Regions from separate parts of the Mus musculus genome. Here regions 2, 3, 4 and 5 are each linked to region 1. The links are chromatin contacts, called in public HiChIP or PLAC-seq and promoter capture Hi-C maps. All regions are on one chromosome and are shown on one strand. Each heading gives the region's core, a stretch centred on a gene start, on an enhancer-like site or on the middle of the called end of the contact. The rest is flanking DNA. Distances are from core to core; before and after follow the strand shown. Region 1 holds the start of Sfswap (splicing factor SWAP). Region 2 holds the start of Cct6a (chaperonin containing Tcp1, subunit 6a (zeta)). Region 3 holds the start of Sumf2 (sulfatase modifying factor 2). Region 4 has its middle 90 kb from the start of Gm34145. Region 5 has its middle 65 kb from the start of Gm34145.

Region 1 (2,700 bases), core at 85-2,584:
CATCCAGTTTTACTTGTCTCAAACGATGGGTTTACTTCACTTGGAGAAAACCACGCCACAGCTTAATGGTTGCTCACAGTTAGTCCTGGGCCCAGAAGCAATATCGCCCAACGGAAGGACAAATACCCAAACCCGGGATGGTGGAGAAAGAAAGAGAGATGGAAAAAATGAGGAGAGAGGTGGGGAGCAAAACACCCAATCATGTAATGCCATCCTTTTCAAATCAAACACCATCAGAAATTCACGTTCCCACCCCTTTACCCTCAACTCCAGGCACCCTTCAGTGGGTGTGATTTGAAAAGAACCAACACAAAGGTATAAACCCAGCTCCACCCTTCGGCTTTAGAAAACAGTGAAACCAGCTCTAAGAACGCTACCCCCTAAGAGCAAGGTCCGCACGGGTCGACCGGCTTCCAACAAGACAGCAACTTCACCCACTACCGCGGTTGGGCAAATGGTCGCAATAACCGCGGGGAAGGGCTCGCCCGGACGCCAAAAGTCAAGCCGGCCAGAGACGGTTCAGGCTACCTCACGGGGTTGGGGGGTCCAAAAGAAGCTTCTACCCACGGGCCTCGGCGTGCGGCGCTTCGGAGGAACAAAAGCGCACTCCCGGACTCCCTCCCCGCACAGCCAGCGGAGGGACAGCGGCACCCGCCCCACGGCGCGGGCGGGCGGGCCCCGGACAGCTTCCACCCGCGCTGAGTCGCCAGCGGCAGCCCGGGCTCGAGGGGTTGTGGGAGCAGAGTCGATCCCTCCGGCGACGGGGAGGCGCCAGCTCTGGCCGGAGCCTTAGGGCCGGTTTCACCGTCCCCTCCCCCCGGACGCCGGGGAACGTGGGGGGCAGGGAGGCCCCCCGAGTCCCCGGGCTCCGCAAAACCCCCTTTTTCGGTCCCGGCCATCAAGTCAACATCAGGCGAAATCAAGCGGGCGAGGGAGGGGAGGGTCGACGGGTGGGGGGAGGAACCGACCTGTCGATGAGGATCTTGGGGTCCCCCATCCAGGGGATGAGGTGCTGTCCCTGTTCCTGGGCCAAAGCCCGCTCGTCGTCGCGGAACAACTTGCAGGCATAGCCGAAAACCAGAAGCTCCACCCGGTTGCCCCCAGTGCCGGTGCCGCCCGGCCCGGCCTCCTCCTTCACTCCGCCTTTCCTCTCCGGCTTGGCACGGCCCCCGCCGGCACCGTACATGACAGCGTCCCCGACGTCCGGGACGGTCTGCTGCTGGGCCGAACAACGTCCCCGATGCCTCGCCTGGCCTACCCACTCAGTCACAGGCGCCGCATCCTCTTCGCAACTTCAACACAGCCGCCATAGCGAGCCACAAAATGGAGGAGACGCAACTTCCGGTAGGAAACCCGCTCTTTCCGGAGGTGAGAGTGGTAGATTCGCCACGTCCGCAAGCTGTTTGAGCCGCTAAAAAATTAAGTAGATGTTAGTTTTCGTTGTCCAACTTGATCTTGCGATGGTAAGTTGTGTTTATGGAAAGAAATTTATTTCTGCCATTTTTTGGAGGCCTCCTAGGATGTGACGAAAGCGCGGTTGGTGGCCGCGCGCCAACTTCTACTGTCGTTGGAGGGCGGCCGCCAGGTGTGGAGACAAGTGGGGATCTTGTTGGGAACGCGTCTTTGCCGTCCTAGTGAGACAGTTTGCTCCTTTCTAACAGCCCGATTTTTAGATCACTAGGAAGCCTAGCCCTGGCCGCCTGACTGAGGGCGTTTCCAGGACTTGTGAGCCCTAAATATTCGGAGTGGCGGGCTTTCAGTGGCTACGGGCTTCAGTGGCGGAGAAAGACTCCAGCTAGGAGACAGCGCTACGGGTTGTTTCCTTCTGGGGAGCAGATTCTTTCCCTTTCCCTTTTTAAAATACAGGATGTCACTGTGATCCAAATTAGACTCGAACTCTGACTGTCCTAGCTCAGTTAAGATGCTAGTATTATCGACGTGAGGTCTGCAGGGCTGCAGTTTTTTCTGGTGTCTGACCCAGATGCTTGATTTTCTTTTTCCCCCTTTCAGTTCTGAACATGGACCCAGGGCCTCACCATTGCTAGGTAAAACACTATCATTGAGTTATATCATTGCTAGGTAAAACACTATCATTGAGTTATATCTGCAGCCCTTTTTGTTTTAGTTTCAAGATAGGGTCTTGCTTAGTGCCCCGGGGTGACATTTAACTTTAATTTTTTTTTTAATTTTTACTTATTTTGTGTGTATATGTGTAGGCGACTCGAGTTAGATCAAGTCCGACTGGATGGAAGGAGAGAAGAACTTCTCAGCCACGGACACCCCCCTCCCTCCCCAAATAACTTAGGTTTTTAAAAAGTGGATAGTGATTTAGAAAAACAACTGATGTTGACCTCTGGCCTCCATATGCATTTGTGTACACACGTGCACACACACATACAGACATGTACATAGTACACCAGAACGAATACTAAGTAAAATAGTTATGATGTGGAGAAGGTTGCTTTGCAGAAATGTTTGTGTCTACTTTTGAAACAGTTGGGAAAAAAAAAAAAGAAACGGTTGGAATTTTTGTCTTAACCTCAAGCCAAAATTCATTTAATGATTTTTTTTTAATGTAAAGTAACTCAGCGCACACACACACACACCAGCAGAGATGTCTCAGTTGATAAGTGCTTGCCTTACGCACATGAGCACCTGAGTTTGATTGCCAGAACCCATGCAAAAAGTACTGGGTGTGAT
Region 2 (2,756 bases), core at 48-2,547, 290 kb before region 1:
ACAAGGTCTCACTATGCTTATGTAGCTCTACCTGGTTTTGAACTCAAGAGATCTGGCTGAGTGCCGGGATTATAGCTATGTGGTACAATATTTAGCTAAAGTAGAGATAACAATATTCTTTTATACAATTTTTTATTTTAGCCCAGACTACAAAGTAGACCCCCCCAAAACAAACAAAAAACCCAAGGATCCAAACACATGTGTCACATTTGACAGAGTTCCTCACCCACTAAAGCACTTCCTATATTTCTGCCTGAAAGACATGATGACCTGATGAAGAATTTTATTCACCTCAAATGGAGCAAGAGGTCAAAAAAAAAAATTTTTTTTTAAACCCAGCCCGGCAGCCTCTTACCATTTCATGAAGCAGCACATTGCCATCTTTAGTAAGTTTGATGTCTCCAGCACCAGATACAAGCCTGCCAAATGGGAAGGAATTGATGAGCAAGGATGTGACTTTTTCTAATTAAAACAAAACAAGTAAGAATTCCACAAAGCAGCCAAGGGGAGGTAATGTATATCCCCCATCCCCTCTTGAAGGCAAGTGAATCACAGGGAGTTCCAGACAAGCCGTAACTTATCAGTCAGACCCGATCTCAACTAAATACATAAAGAAAATTCCCACAAAAAAGAATGAGGTGTAAAGGGAACCAAAGGAGGCTATGAAATATACGACTCCAAAGCAACCGCAATTTGAGGAACGGATACGAGAGGCGAGAAAAGAGAGTGAATTAAGACTAATTAAAAAAAAATCCAAGCGCTATGTCTCAGTGAACTTTATTCATTTGCTAGCTAACGAGGTAACAAAAACAGATCCCCTGAAATTTGGACTTTACTCCTACATCCCAGTAAACTCGGGGCCCGGGGCTGGGTTCGGGAAGGTTGCACACGCCACTCTCTTCCTCTATAAGAAATAGGTGCAAATGCCAACCCCGAAAGGCGCGGATTCGGGGGGTTTGGATGGGATGCAGCCCAGACATGGGAGAAAGAAAACGCTAGCGCGAAGGCCTGGAGGCAGCGACTCGAGTTTGCGGCCATCGAGCCGCCAGGCCCGCCCTCCCGCCAGCCCGGGCTTACATCTTCATGGTGCCCTTAGGCCCCAAGTTGGTCCTCAGAACATCCTGCAGGCCCCGAGCCGCGCTGATGTTCACCGCCAGCGCTGCCTGGGCCCGGGCCACCTCGGCCTTCGGATTTAGGGTCTTTACCGCCGCCATGGCTGGCCTAGCTCCGGGAGAGGCCGAGAACAACGTGCTCTCTGCGGGGTCTTCTCGAAAAGTCTTACGCACCCGGCCCGCCCCCGGCGTGCCCACAGAGCACCTCCATTGGGTGGCGACCCTCCTGCCGCCCGCTGATTGGCTTAATCCAACGCTGGTCTCTCTAAGACCCGCCCACCACGCCCAGTTGCGACGTCATTGCGCATCTGAGAAACTGGTTCTCCCGTCATCGGCACTCTGGATCTTAAGGTTCCGTTGTGCTCGCCCCCCAGCGTCACGGTTCGGCGCTTTTAAGAGTTTGCAGCGTGGAGGCTGCGCGGCTCCGCGGTGCAGGAAAAGCCCTGCAGGTCGTGTGTGAGGGATGCTTCGGCCTCTGCACTCGACTGGGTGTGACAGGAAGCAGAGGCGTCGGCCTCTAGTTGCAGGGTGTCTCTAGCTACTGGACTCCGGGATGCTTCCCTCACACTCTCGCGAGATTTCCCAGGTTCATTTTTTTTTTTTCCTTGCCTGTTTTATCCGTAAATTGGGGAGCACAGAAAATGGAGCCTTCCCCTGTACCCTGGTCGTTTTAAGACCCCGGAGGTTGACGGGAGGACTACGCTAGGTAGAAAGTACTAGATGGCTTTAGGAGTGGTGCGATGGGCGTTGAGGAGACTCAGGATCAGTCTGTTCTTAGGGCCCAGGTCATTGAGGCAGCTTGAAAACTAAAATGGATTTTGTTTTAATTTTTTTAAAATAATGAAACAAATAGTAATCCTTGTTTCATTCTATGTCCCAGCTAGACCACGAACTGTCTAACACGGACTGGTATTCTAACTCGTAGCAGTCCTGCTTCAACTTCCAAAGTGGTATGAGCTACTAAGCCTGCTAAAAACTAACAACTAATGGCTGGACAGTGGTGCCCAGTCTTTGAAAGCATTCTTTTAAACATTTTTTTAAAAAGAAAATAATATTAAGCGTATAAGTGTTTTTCCTGTCTGTATGTTGAGCACTTAACATATAGATACGTACTGAATTTTTAAACATGTATATGAATATGAATCACTTCTCCACACAGATGACAACTCGTAATGCCATTGGACGTATTCCACTGAGCTATATATACTGAAGGCTTTGCCATTTTGATAGGAAAGAAAAATTCTTATTCTTCTACTATACAGAGCCAGGCATAGTCACAACACGGGAGGCAAGCAGATCTCTGTGAGTTCAAGGCCAGCCTGGTCTGCATAGCAAGTTCCAGGCCAGCCGTGGCTACATAGGAAGACCCTGTCTAAAGAAAACAGAACTATAGGGTATGTAGCTCAGAGGATGAGTGCCGGTTTAACCGGTACAAAGGTCCTGAATACAGGAAATTTAAAAAGGAAAGAGAAACAACCAGTCACATGGCTGACATTTAGTTATTCCCAAACCTCTGCTCTTCTGGCTGCAGTAAGTATGCTAGTGTAATGTTTTCAAGTGGAGTTGTAGGTTTGAAAACCACAAAAGCTGTGCAGATGATAACGAGGCATGAAGAAGACTCGTGTTTACTTAATATAAAAGTCC
Region 3 (2,700 bases), core at 138-2,637, 350 kb before region 1:
ATTGTAATTTAACAAACTAACATTTTAAAAAATATTTTTAGGGTTGAGCAGTGGTGGCCCTTTAATCCCAGCACTTGGAAGGTAGAGGCAGGCATTTCTCTGAGTTTGAGCCCTGTCTGGTCTACAGAATGAGTCCAGGACAGCCAAGGATACACAGAGAAACTCTGTCTCTAAAAGCCAAAATTAAATTTTTTTTAAGGACCAGGTTAAATCTTCTGTCCTTTGCCAGTATCTGTACACTCACGGCACACAAACACATACATAAAAAGTGGACACCTCTAAGCCCCAGCATACAGAGGCAGAAACTGATGGATCTTTGTGATTTGAGGCCAGCCTGGTCTACATAGTGAGATTCTGTCACATAACAAACTACAATCTAAGACCATATTTTATGCCTTATAATCCCAATTCTAAAGAAGCTGTCGCTGGAGATCACAAGCTCAAGACAAGCTAGGGCTACACAGTCAAGACCTTTATACCAAAATAAATAAATAAATAATTAAATAAATAAATAACCCACCCTCACCCCCCCCCAAAAAAAAAAACCAAACCCCTAAACAAGGGGCCTCTGCGCCGTAGCTTAGCTGAGAGAGTGCTTGAATCTCTATGAATTTGAGGTTAGCCTGGTCTATGTTCCAGGCCAGACAAGGCGACATAGTTGAGCCTCTGCCTCAAGTATAAAATAAAATAGGATATTAGTATATAAGAGCTCCTGTTGCTCTCGAAGACGCTCCGTTTTCAGTCTCCAGCACCCAAGCAGTGGTTTATAACCATGTTTCTTCTGTTGTAGGGATCCAACCTGACCTCCGCCGGCACCAGACACCCTCGTGGTGCACCTATATACGAGGTTGCAAAACACTCATACACATAAAATATCCTAAGAAAAACTGAATCCAAAAGTAACTAGAGATAAAAGGTGCATTTAAACAACATTTTGAGTATCCGATTACTATGTATGTGACTTAAGCGTATCTTTAACTTTCAAAGCTTTCTACAAATAAAAGCTACGAGTCACACGAGTGCACCAGCTCAAGACATGGAAATGGAGAAAAGGAAAATCAGAATGCCTTACTCCCAACGCCCCAGACAGGGCTGAATACCAGAAGAGACCCTGCTTCAAAAAAAGAAAAAAAAAAAGAAAAAGTGCAGTTTCATGATGGCCAGCCCCAGCAAGTAGCCCGAGACCCTGCAAACCCCCTCCGAGGTTAGGGTAGCATCTAGAGCGCAGGATACAGTCACTTTCAGGTGTTCAAGGATAAGGGTGATATAGGCACAGAGCCACACACTGACCTAGCTGAAGCCTGGGGCAGGACAGGAGCCACAGCAGCAACACCGGAGGGAGCAAGGAACCCATGCTGGGGAACCAGAACTCAGAGCGCATGCGTCTGCTCGGGCGCTTCTTCGCGCCTGCGCACTCGCACTGACTCAGTGACCAATGGCAGGGCGCTCCTTGGGAGCTTGCCTGTCAGGCCCGCCCATGAATGAACACAGGCCCACACCCATCCTACTCTGATTTTATCTGACTGCTTTTGTGTGATGTTAACACCCTTGCAGGTCCAATGTGCTGCAGTCTCAGCTGGCTAGAAGTTGCCCACGGTGCTGGGCACTAACTGCCTGTCTGTGAGAACCAGTAGTACGTAGCTGAGCCAACTCTCCACCCAGATATTTTCCTCTATTCAGTTGAGCTGTTCACTCACTCACTGTGGAATACGGAGCCAGCCCCTCTCCCCAAGTATCACACATAAAATCAAGTACATGAAAACCAAAGAGATAAGCTGTTACAGGTATGATGCAAAACCAAGATAGAAAATAGCCTAAAAAATCTTGTTTCACCCAAACCCTTATTCTTCAACAACCGTCCTTTTGGCTGTTAAATGTGTAACTCTCTCAGCCTCTTGTGTTCCCATGTCTGGAAGTTGGGTGGCAGAGTTCTGACCTTCCAGCCTCCACGGAGTAACTTGGCTTTATTAGCTTTTCTGAAGCATTTTCAGTCATTTCAAGTGTGAATGATCCAGTAGCTTCACTCTTTAAGTATTTATTAGACATTATGAAACCCATAAATTACCCAGATGTGTTTTACACTGGCAAGGATCTTACATGTTTAACAGGGAGTTGGCTGGATAATTTCAAATACATCCACAACAAATTATTCTTTCGACCTGGGGTCTCCTGTAGCCTGAGTTGGCATAGAAATTCCGGACTATTTCCAAAGGGCTAGGCTTACAGGCATGTGTCACCATGCCTTATTTAGGAGAAAACCATTACAAACTTTCAAAGAACACTTACGGAACAAGGGTAGACAACATGCTTATCTTATGTAATTTTTGTATCGGTGTAGCTAAAACATCTTGTTCAGTGGGTTGAAAAAGAGCTGCTTTGAGTGTCTTCAGATACTCAAGGCAAAAATAAAATAAAATTTTACAGTATAATTTGAATAGGTGTCAAATGTCCCGTTTCTTTTCTCCAATCAGGAAGAGAAAATTTTTTTCCAAATCACTTGAAGCTTGGACAAAAATAACCATTCCCCCCAACATCCTGTAGTATCACAGGCAGGCCTCAACCCTTCAGAGAGGACATCCCAGCTCGCATGATCTCGTCGACCAGGAGAATGTTGGTGGCGATCACAGTACTGAAAAGGAGGAAGAGAGGACAGATGAGCTATCAACCCAAACTGCTGTGTCTGCCGCCCGCCCGCGAGCC
Region 4 (2,700 bases), core at 2-2,501, 280 kb after region 1:
AAAAAACAAAGGTCTGTCCTGGGCAGTGCTCCACATGGGCTTGTGTCTGTGGGTGTTGGCAGTGTGATCCTAATCTAGCGGGTCCAGCTGGACCGTGGAGTCCAAAGCCTCCGTTCTGTTTTCAACCTTGTTAAACTGCACTCTGTTACGGAGAGCATCTCCTTGCCTGGGTAGCTACTGCAATGAACTCCAGTTCCTCAGAGCGCCCTTACAGCTGGGCCTGCCCCTCCCCCATGGGAGGAACTACCCCTTTGTCTCCTGCCCCTATAACCCAGCTCACTATTATCTTAGGAAGGCCCAGGCACTGGGGGGCAGGAGGGCGGCTGCTGTGGCTTCACCTCCCAGACATGGGGTTGGGGACTGTGGCTTTCTCGCCGAGATGCAAAGGAGATGCCAGTGGTGAGGCTGGACACCAAGGGACACAGCTGAGATGTGACACACGGATGAGAAAGCATTAATTATCTGGAAATAGAATTCAAAATATTTTAGATGGAGTCAAATTAGCCTCCAGCTGGGATTCTGGCGGAGCAGATGTCACCCTGTCATATCTCACTGCCTCTGCCTCCCCTGAATCTCTGCCACCTGAGTTTAATTCACAGAACTTAGCCCAGTTCTTGTGCTCAAACTCCACACAAGAGAGGTCTGGCCCTGGTGCAGTCATAGAAGCCAATGGTGAGGGGGAGGACGGGGGGGGGGGGGGGGGGGCGGGGAGCAAAGTTCCAGGCTCCACCCAGCTAAGTCTTGTCCTGGACACAGGCTGTCATCATGAAATCCATATGGGCTCCAGAAAGGACAGTGCCTCTCCCCACAGGATGCAGACAATGTTCTGGGACTCACTCCTGCACCTGAGATGACAAAGAGGAATTCCCCGCTGCTCTGTAAGTGATGGTGTGTGGCTCAGCCCTGCCAGCGAGAGGATAAATGGCCCTCGGGAGCGCCTGTGAATGTGTGAAAGCCCAGATCATAAAGAGCAGTTTTCTTAACAAAATCAATCTTCAGATGTATGGTTTTCACAGTCGGGATGGGAAAGGCACAAAACATGGTAATCGTAACAGGGAAAAAAAAAAAAAAACCAAAACCAAAAACACTCTAGCAACGAAAACACTCTAGCAGATCCAAGAGCTTTCTGTGCTGGGTCTCCACCAAGTTTGTTTACAAATGGCAGCATCGGTCCTGCAAGGGGGTTGGTGGGGGGGCGACTCCCTCACGAGGCCCTTGCTCATCTGATGCGCCTGTCAGGACTCTGCAAAATGCTGTGCTGGTCCCTCCTGGACACGCCCTTCTCCTGCCTGACTCTTGTCAATCTCAAGGTCAGCCCCGCCCCTGACAATGAATGCTACCAGCTCGGAGCAGTTTTCCTCTGCGTTCAGAAACGCGGCCTCCCACATCTCCGACCTCAAAAATGACCTCTCACGTCACGGCTCAGAGGTTTCTCCCTGTTTTATGGGTCAGAAATCGGACACATAGGTCATAGCTCAGGGTTGCTCGCCTCTCTGGAGATCTGAGGGGAAGCCCTCAGGGTGTAGGAGAATTGGGTGCTTGTGGCTTTAACGCTGAGGTCCCTCTTCCCCTATGGCTGCCAGTTGAGGCTTTACCAACTTGCTGGGTCCCGTGTTCCCTGTAGCTTACATCTCTGTCCTCAAAGCTGTTTCTTCCTTCTAGCTCACTGGGGGCGGTCTACCTGGCAATTATCCTTCCAGATGGAGTCATGTGGTGATTGATGCTGCCCCACCCTGGGTCCTCCAAGCTCCTTCTTGGATCCAGTCCCACAGTATCTTTCCCCAGACTGGTGACATGCTCAGGTTCTGGGGATTCCAGTGAACACCTAAGGGACTGTTACTCTGCCAACCACAGCATCAGGAGTGGAGTGGAGCTGAGGTTGTCCTGACTCCATTCCCCCACACAAGGTGTCCCATGACCCCATGGGTGCTTCTCCATCCACCATAGCCTACTAGAAGCTCAATCTTCCCAAGGTTAACAGCTTCCAGAGGTTCACCACTGAACTTGAGTCTATATGTAGTGAGTGCCTCAGATGTGGGATTCTGGGGTACAGTGGACAGACGTTGACGGAGCTGGTCCCCTTCGAAGTGTATAGGGGTCTTCTGTATCTCTCAATGATGGCCAGTGAGAACAGGGCCCGATGTCAAAGAAAATTAGGAATAGGAATTCTAGGCCAAAGCTCTCAGCTTTCAAGCACTGGAGATGACGTTAGCTTTCTAAGCACAGACAGACGGAGGTTAAATGAATACCTGAGGCCCCTTCTGGCATGTAACCTTGTGTGCAACCTATGTCCAGAAAAATGCCTTTAAAAAAAAAGAAAGAAATCAAACAACCAGAGTCTCTTTCATAGACCTCTCAATAAAACCTGATATTATCTTTACTCCCTCTCTACAAAGGCAAAAGGCTATCTCCTGGCAACACCGCTGCCCACCCCCATCCCCTACCCTGTTCCCTGCAGCAGCTCCGCTGCCTCCCCTGGGTTCCCACTCTGAGCCTTGATTTCCTGGTTTCTTCTCCTGGGAGACTCCCCTTCCCATCGCCATCCTAGAGAATCTCCTTTGGTGGCGAGCCAAGCACCACTGTGGAGCTTTGTCAATTTCTCCAGGGGTCTTCAAAGCAAGAATGAAATATACATGAAATTTTCAAAGAATGATTGGTAAGGATCAGGAGTAAACACAGTAGAACTAGTGAATCAGGCAC
Region 5 (2,796 bases), core at 4-2,503, 260 kb after region 1:
GGTGTGGCTCTGGGACACACCCAGGTCGTGTCCCCTGTCGCCTCCTGAAGCTGCTGATGAATAGATCTGGCATGTAGAAGTGAGTGCGGCTACCACAGGCACTGGCTGAGGACCAGACATGAGAATTTGGTTTTTCTACCCTGCTGGGGGAGACTATTGACTGTGGCAGCCTTTCCCCCCTACTTCACCTCCATCCCTTTATTCTCCATCCCTTACTCTTTCTTCTTTTCCTCCTGAGGACACACAACATTTAAGCAGGTCGCAGATGAGGATTTTATTCTCTTGTCAATGCTGAGGAAAGGAGAAGGTAGAAGTTAATATTGGGGCTCTGCTGGGATCCCCTAGGAGGCCTGAGGGCCACTAAAGATGCAAAGTCCCTGCAGGAGTGTAAGAAGTATCCAGGAAGTCATTCATGTCCTGTGTACAGGGTCATGCACACCGGAGTGTGGGACCATGTTGTTAAGTGAGAACAAACAATGGGATTAAGGTGAACTCAAGGGTTAATTTAAGGGGCCAGGTCAGAAACTCTGAGCAAGGTAGATAAAAGGGATTGCAGCTGGGTATGGTGATAGATGTCTATTTGACTCCCCGGGCATCTGCTCAAGCTTCCAGGTGATTGTGTCCCCCGACAAAGAATTGCACCAGAGACATACGGTTGGACATAGCAATTGAGACGTTTTATTAAGAGAAAGAGGTTTCTGCAGCGCTCAGAGAGAGCATCTGGCTCAGGTGAAAAGAGCCCTTGGCAAGCAATTGCAGCTCTGAGCTGGTGACAGAAACCAGGAGGGGCCCTCAAGATGTTCTCTTTATAGCTAAGGGGAGAAGAAGCACCCCCGAGGGATAGTGACATCACCCTCCTGGGGAAGTTTACATGCTGGGGACTGGGTCTACTTAATTTACTTGATCTGTTCTCAATTGGCCCAACATGCCTGTTTACCTGGGCAGGCTGCTCAGATCTCAGAAGCGCCTGCTCCAAATCTCTCCGTGTCCCACTTTTCCTTTGAGGGGGAGGCTATGGCTATGCAGCCCCGAGGACAAGGCAGAGGGGTGGCAGCGGGTGATTGGATGGGGACAGCGGAGCTGCCCAAAGCAATATCAGGATTTTAGTTCAAGACTTGGAACAAGATGCCAGGCAGGCAAAATCGTGTGGCATCCACAACAGGCCACAATGAAAGTGATGCAGGTGAGAGGTGGGGGGAGGTCCCTCCCGGCCTGGGGCGGTTCTTTGTGGCACGAAATACTTGTGCTAAGTCCCCCTTTCATTAATGAGTCCCCTGGAGGGCTGATGTTTGACACTCCCAGACTGTGCCTGGAGTGTCACCTGCTCTTGCTTATTGTCTCACATGCAAAACTGCTTTGGAATCTACAATTCTGGGATTCTTCATCTTCTGTGACCAAGGCTTCTTTCAATGTGGCTATGATCCAGTTCACTTCCTTAGCCATGGCTAGACCAGCAGGTTAGCAGGTTTCTGGGGGTGAACTGGAAGATCCTGGAAGCGTTTGTGTGTAAGATGCATATGTGTGTGTGTGTGTGTGTGTGTGTGTACATACAGGTTCATGTGTACATGTATGTCCATGTACAAGGAGATGCCAGACAACACCTGAGCTGCCATTCCTCTGGTGTAGTTTGCATTGTTTGTTTGAGGCAGGGTCTCTCATTGAGACCCTGGAGTCATCAAGTAGGCTAGGCTCAATGGCTCCACAGCCTAGGAACCTACATTTCTCCACCTCTTCTGTGTCAGGAGAGCAAGTACACATGCCTCATGCAGCTGGCATTTTACATGGGCCCTGAGGACCAAACTCAGGCCCTTCACATGCAAGGCAAGCTCTTTACAAGCTGAGTCACCTCCCCAGTTGGTTGGGGGGGGGGAGTTTTAAGCATCTGCCCCGGTTGTTTTCAGCCGCCATTGAGGTCCTGGGAACATTTTATTACTAGAGGAGGAATCAAGGTTACATCTTTCACAGGAATAGCAAGGCAGCCCTGACTCCCAGACTGTTTAAAGCAAGCTCTGATGTGAGACCTGGGCTTTTTGCCCTTGAAACTGTAGCAACCAGCACCATGGGCAGGGTCTCTGTGAGCTTGACCTTGAGGTTTTAAATGAAGCTCTACCGGGCACTCCTTCCTGCATCTCCTTGGCCTCCAAGGAAGAGGGAATTAAAGACCCTGTGAAGCATACCCTTTGATTTGCTAATTCCTGGGAAAGGGAGCCAAGAATTGTCCTTTGGGGCTTAGAACACAGAAGCAAAGGCTCCAGGAAATGTGGGCAGCTCAGTAGGCTGTGAGTGGCACGTGGTCAGTGGAAGATACTGAGGTTCGAGGTCACTGCTAGGTGACATCACAAGATCTGCATCTCCAGGAGCCTCCTGAGAGATCCAACCTCCAGAGGCCAACAGAAGCCTGGCAGAGTGAGAACCTGGCCCTATGCTCCCAGCTTATCGGAGCTGCAGGGGGCTGCCTGGGCTTCATGTGCCTCAGGGTGCTGAAGTTTCACCCTGAGCCGTCTTCAGGCTTGTCACCTCATAAACACTTCCGAATAACGGTGGCAAAGCCACCTTATCCACATCCTGCTGGGGCTTCCTCTGCTTCCAGCCAAGAGCGGTTTCCCGTCATGCTAATGAAAAGTTTAGCTGGAACAGAAGTGAGGTTTAAAAGAGAAATATCGAGGAGGCCATGCTGGGAGCACGGAAGGTGCGGGGGACGCCGGGACTGGAGATTTGAAATCAGGCCAATTTCTTCATCCTACAGAAGGGGAAACAGAGGCCTGGAGAAGTGGTAGGCCTCACCTAGGTCACAGA

What was found. HiChIP or PLAC-seq counts read pairs in DNA pulled down with a chosen protein or histone mark. Capture Hi-C pulls out chosen DNA fragments and counts their contacts.
Region 2: a contact with region 1 is called in an H3K4me3 HiChIP or PLAC-seq map of embryonic stem cells, with 19 read pairs. The contact joins the promoter of Cct6a here to the promoter of Sfswap in region 1. A contact is called at or near these places in 1 of 484 Hi-C or Micro-C datasets (CD8 T cells), 7 of 115 datasets of contacts at active chromatin or transcription factors (the 230-238 cell line, the SCID.adh cell line, effector CD8 T cells and 3 more) and 3 of 9 other capture datasets (adipose tissue, liver and pancreatic islet).
Region 3: a promoter capture Hi-C map of liver shows a contact between it and region 1. The contact joins the promoter of Sumf2 here to the promoter of Sfswap in region 1. A contact is called at or near these places in 4 of 39 promoter capture datasets (cranial neural crest, liver and pre-B cells) and 1 of 9 other capture datasets (liver).
Region 4: an H3K4me3 HiChIP or PLAC-seq map of neural tube shows a contact between it and region 1, with 2.9 times the contacts expected there. The contact joins the enhancer-like site here to the promoter of Sfswap in region 1. A contact is called at or near these places in 4 of 39 promoter capture datasets (cranial neural crest, embryonic stem cells, hippocampal neurons and 1 more), 1 of 484 Hi-C or Micro-C datasets (nephron progenitors), 15 of 115 datasets of contacts at active chromatin or transcription factors (craniofacial prominence, embryonic basal ganglia, embryonic forebrain and 6 more) and 4 of 9 other capture datasets (adipose tissue, embryonic stem cells, liver and 1 more).
Region 5: an H3K4me3 HiChIP or PLAC-seq map of embryonic stem cells shows a contact between it and region 1, with 13 read pairs. The contact joins the enhancer-like site here to the promoter of Sfswap in region 1. A contact is called at or near these places in 2 of 39 promoter capture datasets (cranial neural crest and embryonic stem cells), 9 of 115 datasets of contacts at active chromatin or transcription factors (embryonic forebrain, embryonic hindbrain, embryonic stem cells and 2 more) and 3 of 9 other capture datasets (embryonic stem cells, liver and pancreatic islet).

Annotation. Positions count from the first base shown.
Region 1 is chr5:129,499,865-129,502,564 of GRCm38.p6, reverse strand. It overlaps Sfswap (splicing factor SWAP), which reads right to left and starts at 1,334. Exons shown (of 18, transcript NM_172276.3): 1 at 969-1,334. The coding sequence starts at 1,186. Gm40332 (a long non-coding RNA gene) reads left to right here and starts at 1,339. Exons shown (of 3, transcript XR_868547.2): 1 at 1,339-1,463; 2 at 2,011-2,045; 3 at 2,217-2,315.
Region 2 is chr5:129,785,897-129,788,652 of GRCm38.p6, reverse strand. It overlaps Cct6a (chaperonin containing Tcp1, subunit 6a (zeta)), which reads right to left and starts at 1,297. Exons shown (of 13, transcript NM_009838.2): 1 at 1,078-1,297; 2 at 356-419. The coding sequence starts at 1,214. It overlaps Psph (phosphoserine phosphatase), which reads left to right and starts at 1,400. Exons shown (of 8, transcript NM_133900.4): 1 at 1,400-1,698.
Region 3 is chr5:129,845,677-129,848,376 of GRCm38.p6, reverse strand. Sumf2 (sulfatase modifying factor 2) reads right to left here and starts at 1,387. Exons shown (of 9, transcript NM_026445.2): 1 at 1,291-1,387. The coding sequence starts at 1,381. It overlaps Cct6a (chaperonin containing Tcp1, subunit 6a (zeta)), which reads right to left. Exons shown (of 13, transcript NM_009838.2): 13 at 1,934-2,629. The coding sequence ends at 2,557.
Region 4 is chr5:129,216,277-129,218,976 of GRCm38.p6, reverse strand. No RefSeq gene overlaps it. Among named protein-coding and RNA genes, the nearest start is that of Gm34145, 90 kb to the left of the region's middle. Within about 2 kb of position 1,251, at least 26 of the 459 cell types and tissues checked have an H3K27ac peak or open chromatin away from gene starts, as enhancers often do. A contact at or near this core is called in neural tube, where this site is marked.
Region 5 is chr5:129,241,803-129,244,598 of GRCm38.p6, reverse strand. No RefSeq gene overlaps it. Among named protein-coding and RNA genes, the nearest start is that of Gm34145, 65 kb to the left of the region's middle. Within about 2 kb of position 1,253, at least 8 of the 459 cell types and tissues checked have an H3K27ac peak or open chromatin away from gene starts, as enhancers often do. A contact at or near this core is called in embryonic stem cells, where this site is marked.